Regions from separate parts of the Zea mays genome. Here region 2 is linked to region 1. A link is a contact called in public Hi-C data. All regions are on one chromosome and are shown on one strand. The core of a region is the stretch at or near the end of the contact, and the rest is flanking DNA. Distances in the headings are between cores, read along the strand shown. Region 1 holds the start of LOC542052 (proton-exporting ATPase 4). Region 2 holds the start of LOC100275788.

The links. Hi-C and Micro-C count contacts between places; a contact is called where the count stands out from the background.
Region 2: a contact with region 1 is called in a Hi-C map of bundle sheath, with 1.9 times the contacts expected there. The contact joins the promoter of LOC100275788 here to the promoter of LOC542052 in region 1. A contact is called at or near these places in 2 of 25 Hi-C or Micro-C datasets (bundle sheath and ear).

What each region holds. Positions count from the first base shown.
Region 1 is chr10:148,408,236-148,414,374 of Zm-B73-REFERENCE-NAM-5.0, forward strand. LOC542052 (proton-exporting ATPase 4) reads left to right here and starts at 1,721. Exons shown (of 13, transcript NM_001305848.1): 1 at 1,721-1,957; 2 at 3,255-3,374; 3 at 3,517-3,753; 4 at 4,537-5,421; 5 at 5,542-5,791; 6 at 5,899-6,063. The coding sequence starts at 1,916.
Region 2 is chr10:148,816,173-148,823,146 of Zm-B73-REFERENCE-NAM-5.0, forward strand. LOC100275788 reads right to left here and starts at 5,073. Exons shown (of 1, transcript NM_001149787.2): 1 at 3,850-5,073. The coding sequence starts at 4,807. The coding sequence ends at 4,181.

The DNA of each region.
Region 1 (6,139 bases), core at 471-2,970:
ACCTGTTTCATTCGGGACCTGAACAGGAACACTGACTCTGCGAACCTTCCTTCCTTTATTTTTATGCTTTGGCTGCGGCTTGCCTCGCGCTAAATTCAGTTTCATTCCATTAATCATTATTTACACATAGATCAACTAAGTTAATATAATTTCATGCAAAATATTCTTTATACTACTGTTGATCATATAATGAAGACATTTATATGCTACATTTATATTATAAAGAAGTGCGGTAAACAACGTGCCATAAATTGCAGAGTATAAATATGGACTAGTTATACATAAAATCAATTACGACCCTCTCACCGTAACAACTTGAGATAGACTTATATTTAAATTTAGGAAAGCGATGAAATATCAAATTGTAAACTAAATAACCTACTATATAAGTAAATTCCAATTTATTCAACGGCCCCTTAGAGTAATCAGTAGTAGCAGAGATGGCAAGGGTCAACCTTGACCCTTTGAGACAGAACGCTTTTGGTACTCCCCTTCAAATCTGGAACTGACGGGTATTTTTAGGGGCCTCTTTTTTTTTTTACCTTCCACGATGGGCATTTATTTAGTTTTAGAACTATCTAGCTAGCGTTGATATGAATTGGAAAACCGGAAGCGGCAGCAGGACTCGCGCTGCTGTCAGGCGTCACTATTCGGCCTATTTGATTGCCTTTAGTATGAACTGTTTTCTAGTGTTTATATAGTGACTAGACTTGCAGCTGCATCAGCTCGTTGGGCCCTCCGTCCGCTGACCAAGCCGCAGACGAGCTAGGGCTAGTGGTGGAACCGTGGAAGGCGGCTCGGACCGGTAGGAGCCACGTCGGCATCCCTGAGACAGAATTCCCTGTTTTTTTAGTCAGTCGTCTCTTCCCTTTCTGATTTCTGAATAGCCGTTCAACTGCAACTGCTCCTTTGTGGCCGTGCGTGCGGCCAACGGAAGGAACGCGCGGCTGCTGTCTGCGCCATCTGCCAATGCAGGGCAGGCCTTGTTAGCGAGAACGGGAAGAGACCGAAGGATCCGTGCCAACTTACATTTGTTCGGTTAACCCCGTTATCCATTAATTAAATAGAATTAGAAAATATTAAAAAAGAATTCACTTAATTTATATGTATTGACAGCTAACCAAACAAGCCCTTACAAAGAGACCGGTTGCCTGTTTGAAGCTCCAAACTGGTACGGTATTGTATAGAGGTTGCGTGCGGTCCGATACGACGCCTGCATTCGCTGGGACGTGGAATAGTTCGAATTCATGCCGCCAAAGAATCTCCGCGTCCCGACAGGAGATGGCACGCACGGCACGGATCGGGGCTCGCAAATTCACCGAGCCCGGCCCGAAGCCAAAGCCCGTGCCGTTACCCTGTGACGGTGCGGGCCCACCACGCAGTGCCTGACACGCGCGGCTTCTGTTCCGTTCGAAGCCGAAGCCGGGGGGTGGAAGTGTAATGGATGTCACCACGGTCCACCTCCACCCGTGACCGCTCGACCCGAACGTGGCTGACGCGCGGGGCCACGCCCGGGTGCGGAGGCTGCCCGGCGCAACCGCGCAGGCCAGACCCCACCGGCTGCCAGCGGGCCGACCTAATACTCGACGGGGGGGCACGCGAAAAGAGACAGGCCCCGTGGGCCCTTGTGGGGGTCGTGGTAGGGGCGTAGGGCTGCTAGGGATGGTGGTGGTGGCTCGGCCTGCGGGTACAAAGCGGAGCGGCGCGGCGCTATATAGGTCCGCCCCCATCTCCTCCCGTTCCACTCGACGCCCAGCAAGCGCTACTACTCCACCACCACCACTACTTTGCTTGCTTGCCCCTTTCCCTTCCCTTCTCACACGAGAAGAGAAGCGAGTCGGCGTTCGCGTGGCATATGCCCGTGTCTGCCGCCGGGCTTGGCTTCTAGGGTCCGCTCCAGCGCCGGCCGACCGCCATGGGTGGGCTCGAGGAGATCAAGAATGAAGCCGTCGATCTGGTGAGGAAATTGCCGCTACCACTGCCTCGCTTTATTTTTTTTTTTGCTCGATCGCGCCTTTTAATTCAGACTGCCATACTTGTGCCAGTAGTACTAGTAGTAGTAGTACCACTAGTATACGTACGCACGCGCTGACTCTGCTGGAGCCTCAGAGCCTGGAGGCAACGATGAACTATGTAACGGCGGCCAGTTTTGCTTTTGCCCCGGCCCTTTGACTTCCTGTTCTGTTCCTCTGCTCTTGCTGGTCCTGGAGGAGGAAGGAAAAAAAAAAACCGAGAGAGAAAAAAGTGGTCCAGAGTCTGAACTCTTCTGAAAGCAATTTCACACGCAGGAGGAGCATGCAGGAAGGGAATCCTGTTCATGCGAAAAGATTTTATGCCTTAGTTTGTTTCCATTTTCTCCGCATGGACGATGGATGGGGTCGCATCGCTAGCTGCCTTTTACGCGCTCAACCAATCTCTCTAGCAGCTTTTCGGACAAGGGGGGAGAGGGCCGGCAACACCTGGCCGGCCGTGGGTCATGTTCCTCCCGTGTCTTGCTCTGCTCTTGCTCATGTGAGCTGTTTGATTGAATGCGTACAGCTTTGCCTTCTAGCTCGGAGCGAAACACCCACCCTCTGGATCGATTCGATCTGCCGTATTTAATACGTTGCCCGGATTTGACCACGGAGCAAAATCCACTATACGCCGTCTCCGTACGTTTTTTTGCCGCATCGATCTGTCCAAGCGTCGATGGTTCGACGAAACTATGCCTAACGAGAGGCCCCCAAAAAAATATCCGAATTTGTGCAGTCCCTTTGGCCAGCGCGGGGGGTGGGCACGCAGATCGACAGCGATCATGCTGCTGAGATCAGAGGGAGGAAAATAGGGAACCCGTTTCAATTATTAATCCCTGTTGACCAAGTGGAGCACTATGCCACCTGAGTATGACGGGTGGCCCCCTTCCCGCTGCCCTGCTCATCTGTTTTGTTCCGTCCAATTCGGCCGGTTCACACACGCGCGCGCCCGTGCTTGCGGGGTCACACTCACACACATGGGTGGGGCCACGGAGGGTGCGGAGCGAGCGGCAGTGCCCTGCGCCAGCGCCCTCTCTGATCGAGATCGGACGGCCGTACTGCCGGGCCGGCAATCATTGCCCCCCCCCGTACACCGCCCTGTCCTTCCGGCTCTTCCTTGTCACGTTCCAACCGCTAACTCTAGCGGGCAGTCACGCTGACGCCGTGGGCCCGTTCTTTTGTTAGAGTTCTGGCTTTTAACTGACTGACCCGATGCCGCTTGTGTTAACTTGTTGCTTGCAGGAGAACATCCCCATCGAGGAGGTGTTCGAGCAGCTGAAATGCACCCGCGAGGGGCTGAGCTCCAGCGAGGGCCAGCAGCGCCTCGAGATCTTCGGCCCCAACAGGCTCGAGGAGAAGAAGGTAACGTAACGAACGACGACATGTATCTGCCACACGTTTTTTTTTTCTTTTTTCTTTTTTGCTTGTTTGTTTTCTTGGGACCAAAGCTCTCTCTCCGCGCGCGATGCTGAAGCCTTTCCGTGTCCTTGTGTTCGTTCCACAGGAAAGCAAGATCCTCAAGTTCCTCGGGTTCATGTGGAACCCGCTGTCGTGGGTCATGGAGATGGCCGCCGTCATGGCCATCGCCCTCGCCAACGGCGGCGGCAAGCCCCCCGACTGGGAGGACTTCGTCGGCATCATCGTGCTCCTGGTCATCAACTCCACCATCTCCTTCATCGAGGAGAACAATGCCGGCAACGCCGCGGCCGCGCTCATGGCCAACCTTGCTCCCAAGACCAAGGTGAGCACACAGCGAGATGTACTTGACGAAATGGATGTTTTTTTTTAATCTTAAGACTGGAGGAAACTAAACAGCTAGCCCCGAAAGAATTATTAGATAGAGGAATAGTTTAACTTGCTATTATATGGTATGGTAGAGATGATATTTTCATGGACAAGTTGCAACGTAGTGGAAGGAGCAATCTTTCTATAGGGCTTTCAAAAAGCCCCAGTCCCAAAAAAAAAAACTCAAGTTCTAAATGGTCCATTGGACGGGACATGAGTGGAGTGGGCATATGTTTCATTATTGAGGAAAAGAAAGGGACACGTCTTTTGGATGCTGTTTAATAGCCGTAAAGAATTGGGATAGTTTGGTGCACCTTGAATGTGCAGCTTATTTGGATACAGGACATGACATACGGTAGAGAAGTCAAGTTCCAGTTCCATTCATACATAGGTCTAGTCTTATCCATGGCTGGAAAGTATGCGTTATTGTCTTGCACGTGGCATTCAATTAGCTCAGGATTCTCAATTTGGGTTGCCATCCTCCAACTTTTCAGTGCTTTTTTTATTTCTGTTGTATAAGCAATTTCTCGCACAACGCCGCTGTCGTTTTGAATATTATTGTTTTGTTCATCCTACTTGTGGCGAGTCAAACAAATTATAAAATGTGTTAGGTACTAATGACTGCTTAAAATAAATAAACTGTAATGTTGTTATGTTATCTGATAATTTTTATTTTTTTAAAAAAGCATTGCTATCAGTTTCATTCATCTCATCAGATTCGTTTACCTGTTCTAAACAGGTTCTGAGAGATGGCCGATGGGGCGAGCAAGAGGCTGCGATCTTGGTTCCTGGTGACATCGTCAGCATCAAGCTCGGTGACATCGTCCCTGCCGACGCGCGTCTCCTCGAGGGCGATCCTCTCAAGGTTGACCAGTCCGCGCTTACCGGAGAGTCGCTCCCGGTTACCAAGGGTCCCGGGGACGAGGTGTTCTCGGGGTCCACCTGCAAGCAGGGCGAGATCGAGGCCGTGGTGATCGCCACCGGAGTGCACACCTTCTTCGGCAAGGCCGCTCACCTCGTGGACAGCACCAACCAGGTGGGGCACTTCCAGCAGGTCCTGACGGCGATCGGGAACTTCTGCATCTGCTCGATCGCGGTGGGCATCGTCGTCGAGATCATCGTCATGTTCCCGATCCAGCACCGCAGGTACCGCAGCGGGATCGAGAACCTGCTGGTGCTCCTGATCGGCGGCATCCCGATCGCCATGCCCACCGTGCTCTCGGTCACCATGGCCATCGGCTCGCACAAGCTGTCGCAGCAGGGCGCCATCACCAAGAGGATGACCGCCATCGAGGAGATGGCCGGGATGGACGTGCTCTGCAGCGACAAGACCGGCACGCTCACCCTCAACAAGCTCAGCGTCGACAAGAACCTCGTCGAGGTGTTCTGCAAGGGCGTCGACAAGGACCACGTGCTGCTGCTGGCCGCGAGGGCGTCGAGGACCGAGAACCAGGACGCCATCGACGCCGCCATGGTTGGCATGCTTGCTGACCCTAAGGAGGCCAGGGCTGGTATCAGGGAGATCCACTTCTTGCCCTTCAACCCTGTCGACAAGAGGACTGCTCTGACGTACATTGATGCCGATGGCCACTGGCACCGTGTCAGCAAGGGTGCCCCTGAACAGGTGAGGAGATTTGCGTCCATGCTGCTTATTCTGGAACGAACTGAAAAAAAGCGAGCCTTCCTAGCTTCTTTCAGCAGGACTAACTAGTTAGATTTCTCCTGTGTGATGAAACCCAAACAGATTCTTGACCTGTGCCACTGCAAGGAGGATCTGAGGCGTAAGGTGCACGGTATCATCGACAAGTATGCCGAGCGTGGTCTTCGTTCGCTTGCTGTTGCCAGACAGGAAGTGCCTGAGAGAAACAAGGAGTCCCCTGGTGGACCATGGCAGTTCGTTGGTCTGTTGCCTTTGTTTGATCCGCCCAGGCATGACAGTGCTGAGACGATTCGCAAGGCTCTTGTTCTTGGTGTCAACGTCAAGATGATTACGGGTACATAGCCAGATAGCCTGTTAACAACAAATGAGCCTACAGTTTATTTGATTGGGCCAATATTTGTGCAATTGCTAAATTTGGACATCCTTTTGTTTTTACCTCAGGTGATCAGCTTGCTATCGGTAAGGAGACCGGAAGGAGGCTCGGGATGGGTACCAACATGTATCCTTCCTCAGCATTGCTCGGCCAAAACAAGGATGCTACGCTCGAGGCACTTCCTGTAGACGAGCTCATCGAGAAGGCCGACGGTTTTGCCGGAGTCTTCCCTGGTGAGTCAAACACCTACAAATTAACACTATCTAGGTTGTTGCTACGCAAAGTAATAAGTACCTTTTGCTTATGGGA
Region 2 (6,974 bases), core at 3,823-6,322, 410 kb after region 1:
TGGCCATCCAGTGCGTGCCGAGGACGACGTCGTATCCCGCTAAGGGCATTACGAAGAGGTCGACGCCGAATACCATGCCGCCCACGTCGATCGGAGCGTTGCGAAGAACGCCCGGGCAGGCCACACGCTCCCCATTGGCCACCGTTGCCGTGAGTCGAGGCCGCGGCTCGATGGTCAGCCCGGAGCGTCGCGCAGTCGTTTCCCCGATGAAGCTGTGTGTGGAGCCTGTGTCGATGAGCGCGACGAAAGTAGCGGCGCCGACGATCACCTGCAGTTGTACTGTATTGCCGACGAGTACCCCTGCGACGGCGTGAAGGGAGAACACCGGTGTCTCCGTGTTGGGGTCCTCCCCTGTGGCGGACTCGTCGGCGGTGTCCAACTCGACGCCGTTGATGTAGAAGATCCGCGTACAGACGCAGTTGTGCCCCCGTGTGTAGCGCTCGTTGCAGTTGAAGCAGAGGCCTTGCCGACGACGCTCCTCTTGCTCCTGCATGGATAGGTGTTTGCGCCCATCTGCCATGACCGCGGGCGTGGCTGCCTTCTCAGCCGGCGGGGCAGGCAGAGCTAGACGCGGTGCAGGGGTTGGCAGCAGACCACGGGTGGCGCCCTTGGGAGGCGGCGATGTATATTGTTCCCGAAGCTCCAGCTGGCGCGCCAGGCTCATGGCAGCCGCCAAGGACTGCGGGTTGTGTACCTGGACGTCAAGGCTGAGCGGGGGACGGAGACCCCCCGTGAACAGTTGGACCCGTTGTGCCTCGTCGAGGGGTCCTGCACGTGGAAGGAGCGCCTGGAAGCGGTCCTGATAGTCCGCGACAGACCCCGTGCGGCGGCAATCAGCCAGCTCGAAGAGAGGCGCAGCGCGGAGAGGAGGACCGTAGCGCAGATTGAGCAACTCCTTGAACCTGCGCCACGATGGAGTACCCTCGTCCGTCTGGACCTGGATATACCACATCTGCGCCCCATGCTCCAAGTTGTAGGATGCCATCCAGACCTTCTCCTCCTCCATGATGCGCTGCTGATGGAAGTAGGATTCGCAGCGGTTGATGAAGATGAGAGGATCGGTTTTACCATCGTACCGGGGAAAGTCCAGCTTTTGGAACCTCGGTGGCCGGTCCCCATGGTGCTCGCCGTAGCCGATCTTGTGGCCGGAGGCGGACGTGCGGTCGGCTGTGAGGCTGGCGATGGCTTGGGCGTTGGCCGCGACGGACGCCTGCAGGGACTTGAGAGCCTCGGCAAAGGCCTTGAAGTCGTTGGAATCGCCCATGGCTGGAACGCAAGACGCCACAGAGGACGTCGGTGATGTTGGTGCTGCGGCTGGCGTAGTGGTGGACTGGGAAGAGGATCGCCGGGATCGTGATACCAGGTTGTCAAGGGCGTTAACCCCTCGAGCAGCTGGACCGCGGCTACGTAACTCGTACCCGCTGTCCGTCTTCTCCGGCGAGGTAATCCTCTGCCGTAGGCTTTAGAGAGAGTGTAGGGAGATGGGAGATAAAGCTGATGTATTTCTTATTCCTTTCACTGCCTCATGGTTCCATATAAATAGGTCACTGGCCCGACCAACTAGGTAACTTCTAATTTAGGAAATGACTTATTTGGAAACCCTAATTTAGGAAATGACTTATTTGGAAACCAACTCCCCTCTAATTAAGGCCTATCAATTTGGCCACTAATCTAGCCACTTTCCTTGGATGGACCTTCCTTGGTAGTGCTGCTGCTGGCGCCTTCCTTAAACGCCCTAGCCTCAGCCCTCCTGGCGTCGCGGGCCCGCGTGTAGGTGCGGCCCCACATGACACTTATATTCACCAATCCACATGTGTTGAGATGGATTGAAGTGTAAATTAGTTTAGTACTCAAACAAGGCCTCAAACTTTTACCACAATTGAGATGGGCTGAAGGAGGCATTTTTGCGCTAATTCTTACGTTCTTCGTGCGTTGTGTAGGCATAAGTTATCTTTTCATGACTCTCTTTTCAGTTCTGTAACATGAAAAAAGACAGCTGTAGTGTCTATACATGACATTCACATTCAATGCAAACAAGTCAGTTTCATCCTTCTAGAGCGATTGATAAAATTTGATCTTCTCAAGCTGGTCACTCCAAAGTTGAATGTTGTGTTATTACTTAATAACCATGTGTGATGTCTACACCAGCGTCTATGTATTTCACTCAGTGCATAAATATTCTGTTCTTGCTTGAGTGCGGTGTTATTGTTTCACTAATAAAAGCTAATAAAAATACAATGTGCTTATATAAACTGATTAAACTTTGGCATGCATAATGGAGACTTCATATAATTCACAGCATGCTAAAATGCGCTGATAGTTGGATGTTGTGTTAGATTTGTATACTGGCCCACTATATGCAGTGCAACAAATAAAAACTTAATAATACTAATAATTAACTCGTGTATAAAGTATAAACACACAAGAAAACAAAGCAGAGACCAGATCAAATGAGTATACATTTTTGTTGCATTGGTATAGAAGCCTCCAAATTAAGGAATTGGTACCCAATATTCACCTGCCACCATTATTCTATATAGTGGGCAACATATAGTGTTATGTATATTTATGTTAATCAATGGAAGATGGATGTATAGCTATCTAGAAAATTATTGGTACAGCTAGCTAAATCTTGTGGGCCGATAGAATTGGCTAGCTAATTGCAAAGGTTGGTTAGCTTAGCTAGCTATATATAGATTCAATCGAGTACCAGAATTTAGTGTCATTAGTACTGATTTAGGTGTTCGAATTGGACAGCTATATTAATCACCTAATTAAATGTAATGTGTTATGCACGTGCCCTTACCTTATGTCCAAAGAGAAAATAAAACAAATGAAAAGGATACTCTTATCTGTAAGGAATGTTTATGATGAGTGCAATGTCTGAACTATATATGCATGTGTAGTCTGATGATAGTATAAGATTTGCACGAATATGCTGCTTAGCTTACCCAGGGGCACACAATTTGCACAAATCACTTCTCTTTGGTCAGTTGGAACAAACAGAAGAAGCCAGTATTAAGCCTTTGGGATTCTTACCTCACAAAGAAAGCAACAAAAGCATGTGCCAAAGACAACAACAACCAAGAATAATAACACATGACAAAGAACCAAAGAGAAGAAAATTAGGTACAAGTACACAGAATAGTCTTTAGAGACGGTGGCACCTAAAAAGGAACTGGGGATAATTAGTTGGCCTAACTAGCTGACTGAATGTGAGATGAGGCAAAAAAAAATTCCAGGGAGGGCGGAGGGGGGCAAAAGGGAGGTCCTTTATTTAATCAAAAGATGGTAACTGCATTAGACAAACCAATTGAACACAACACCACCATCCTAGCACTCCAATTACACAAGGCAAATAACAACTAGCTAGAGCTTCATGCATGTACCTATGCCCTATGGTTGTCAGCTCTCCCACCGTACAGAGTAGAGGGAGAGAGAGAGATACATGCATACACGTGGGCAGGTAGCCGCGCGCACCTATACCTCATTCCAGAAAAAACAAGAATAACAACTAGTATACCTAACTCGATCTAGAAGAAAAAAGATAATAGCATGTTAATAGCTTATTCATGCGTCAGGCATTATTCATGCAACCACTCATGGTAAAGGTTCATGTCATGCCATATATATGATCAGTAATTACTTGTTCCCCATTCAGATAGGTAGACCTACGTACTACATGCATAGAAAAGGAAGATTGACAGGCAAAAAAAAGTGTGTAACACAGCTATATACCTACCTACTACGTAGTTAGGTACAAAAGATACATGACATATGGCTCCACAATTTTTCACAGGCATGTATACGCATACTCAATCATCTGACCAAGTACCCAACAGCAAGCACTGCACTAATAGCTTATATATGTATGTGGCTCAATTGTCTCTCTATATATATATTACAATTAATTACCCGAACAATCTCTTCTCCCTCCAATTGATCGGTGTGTGGTTCCATCCTCCATGAATGTGTGTTCCCAACCTATACACCCACTAAACATATGCACTAGCAGCAATAATAATAATCGATCTCTCTCCTCAACAATAATCTCCTATCTTAATCATGCATCCATCTCATGCATGTGTGGCATGAACAAGAGATATGCGATGATGATTTAGACACAAACCGCGGCGACGGCGGTGCAAGAGGGAAGAATCAATTGACCATGCGGTATTGATTAATTACTGGTTGGGTTGGGCGGAGAGAAGAGGTCGACGAGGCTCTGCATGAGCTGCACCTGCGCGCGGAGGTGCAGCACGTAGTCGGCGGTCTCGTCGAGTAGGCTGCAGTACTCCATGCCGGCGCCGCCGGGGACGATCCGCCGGAGCGCGTCGGCCCTGGCCGGCTCCCCGGCCTGCCTCGGAGGCGGGCCCTGGACCGGCGGCGCCGCCGCCGACGTCGCCCCGGCGCTGGCGCGGAGCATCGGTGGAGGCGCCGAGGCGGAGACGCGCCTCCGCAGCAGGACCGCGCGCCTGGACGAGCCGACGACGGCCACCCCGCGCGAGCGCGCCCGGCGGAGCAGCAGCGCCTGCGTCCAGGCCCGGCGCGGGCTGGCGGCGCGCGCCATGGACGAGTAGGCCGCGCGGCGGATGGTGCGCGGGCGGCGCGGCGCCGGCGTGGTGCTGTGGATCCGTGCCAGCGCGCGGAGGAAGTGGAAGGCCAGCATGCGCTTCGACGACGGCGAGTCGTCCGAGGCCGGCGGCGGGTCGGCGACCCCGCGGCCACGGTTAGGGCTAGGGTTAGGCGGCGGCGGCGGTGGGTGGTTGTGTTGGTGGCGCGCCGTCGTCCTCTTCCCGCCGGCCATCAACGGGCGCGGCGCGGAGGAGGGAGAGCCGGGGGAAGGGTGGTCGATCAGAGGGTCCTGCGGTGGGAGGTGGGCGCGTCGCTTAAAAGGCAGGCGGGAGGAGAGAGAGAAGACGGATGAGGGTGAGAGAGAGAAGTTAAGGACGAGGAAGATGAGAGAGAAGGGGGGATTTGGGGCTCTGACACAGAGGATCAGGGGAGGAAGGTCCTGCCTGCCGGTCTGCCTGCTTCTGCCTCTGTGATCATGCTGTGAGTATTCTATTCTAGAGAGAGAAAGAGGAGTAGAGAGAGAGAGGGAGAGAAAGTGAGGAACACGGGTCTGACACAAATGTCGTCTGCAAGATCCGGTGTCCTACAACACACACTACCCTGTTCTGTTGACAGCGAGAGACAAAACGAAATGAGGCAGGAGCCCGGAGGGAGGACCGAAGCGGCGAAGTGGTTGGTGGTGGGGCCGGGCGTTGCAAACCACCACATGTGCGCACATGGGGTGCCTGGCCCACCTCCCCTTCCGCGTGGCGGTGGATGGCCCGCCCGAGGCTTTCCAGCCCGCGACGTGCAGCACACACGGACACGGGGATTAGATGGGCCGGCCGGGGAGGAGGAGTCCTGCTAAGCTAGCTCTCCCTTCGTGTTATCTTTGCTAGCTTGCTAATGAATCCGAGAGGAAGTGTGGTTATGTGATAATGCATTCGCAACCGCCAGATGCTCACACGATTTGTCTGGAACTAACAATGATGCATGCATGGATCATGTTCTTGGAGCTGTCGGCCGGGCATGCAAACAGCAATTTTATTAATATTGCAGTAGTGCTTGTTTCTGTCCAAGCTAAACGACGTTTTGTTCGGTCGAGATCACACATCATCCACGTATGTACTATATTATTAGTATCCATCACAAATTCTCCACATAGATTCCCTTTCTCGTGAGGGGTTCGTATATATGCGCTCTCCCAGCATATATATCTACATAATCTATGTCTTTGCCTGATACCTACTGTGTAACACTAGAAACCAAAGTGATTCTCCCGTTCATCCTTTTTTTTTACTAAAAATCGGAATGGTGGTGCCTCCAAATAAGCCTTCGACATAGGCAGATTTTGCTATTTAGAAGACAACCAAAATAAGATACATCTATAAGAATTCCAAAATTAACTTGTATAGATAGGAATGCAATCCATAAGAAATTTTAAAAAGAATTGATGGTATTGAATCCTGTATTGTTCCAAAGGCTCACGCAGGAAATTTTCATGTAGGAAATGAATTATTCAAAAAAATCCTTCATATTTCTTTTGCTTCGAAGGGACCCGTATATACTGTGATGTGTGGTAATAGTTTTGCTGCCGATTTCATTTGCATGCAAATGTACGTATTGAGTTAGTATGTACTCTATTTTTCAAGATAAATTAGTGCCAGCAGTTGCAAATAGTTTTGAATTAGGAATAAAGAGGAATCAGAGGAAATTGCGAATAGTTTTGAATTAGGATATATCCAAGAACATCGTTCTCTATTTTGATAAGATCGATCTGTGGAGAGATGTAACTGTCAGATGCATACCCCTTACCTTCTAATGTATCATTATCGTGCTCAATGTCTAGTATGTGTCTTCTTATGTAGTACACGGAAACTGTGAAATAACGAGAATTAAAACCAACTGTTTTAAGTGTCTATGTATATAAAAAAAATGAGATTAATGCGTGTTCACTTGTCTGAAAAAAATATTTAGACATTTAGTAGGTAAAAAAAGGGCGTACCCAGTAGGTACCTTACAAAAAAACCGAGCAATTAAGTTGCAACACCAGCTTTAAATTAAAAGTGGAACAAATCTGTCAGGGTAGCTTTTCAACATAAACAGTGGGGCATGCATAGCTAGGAACTTTGCAGCCGGTCTGCATCTTTTTTTTTTTCCTAGATCTATGTAGCTCAACTGTAACTCAAAATATTAGATATCCAGGAAGTTCAGATGATATGACTGGAATGTGTCAATATATATATCTGAGCATACAATGGACTGGTGAACAGATCAGCGCCTGCTAGCTTTTGTTTATCTCATCCTGAAGCCATTAGCAGTAGATTATTAGAAGATTTCAAGAAGCAGGAATTAAAGGATGGGTTGCGAGTACAACGACAGGCCGGTCATCAAACTTGTTTGTCAATTCACATCTCATA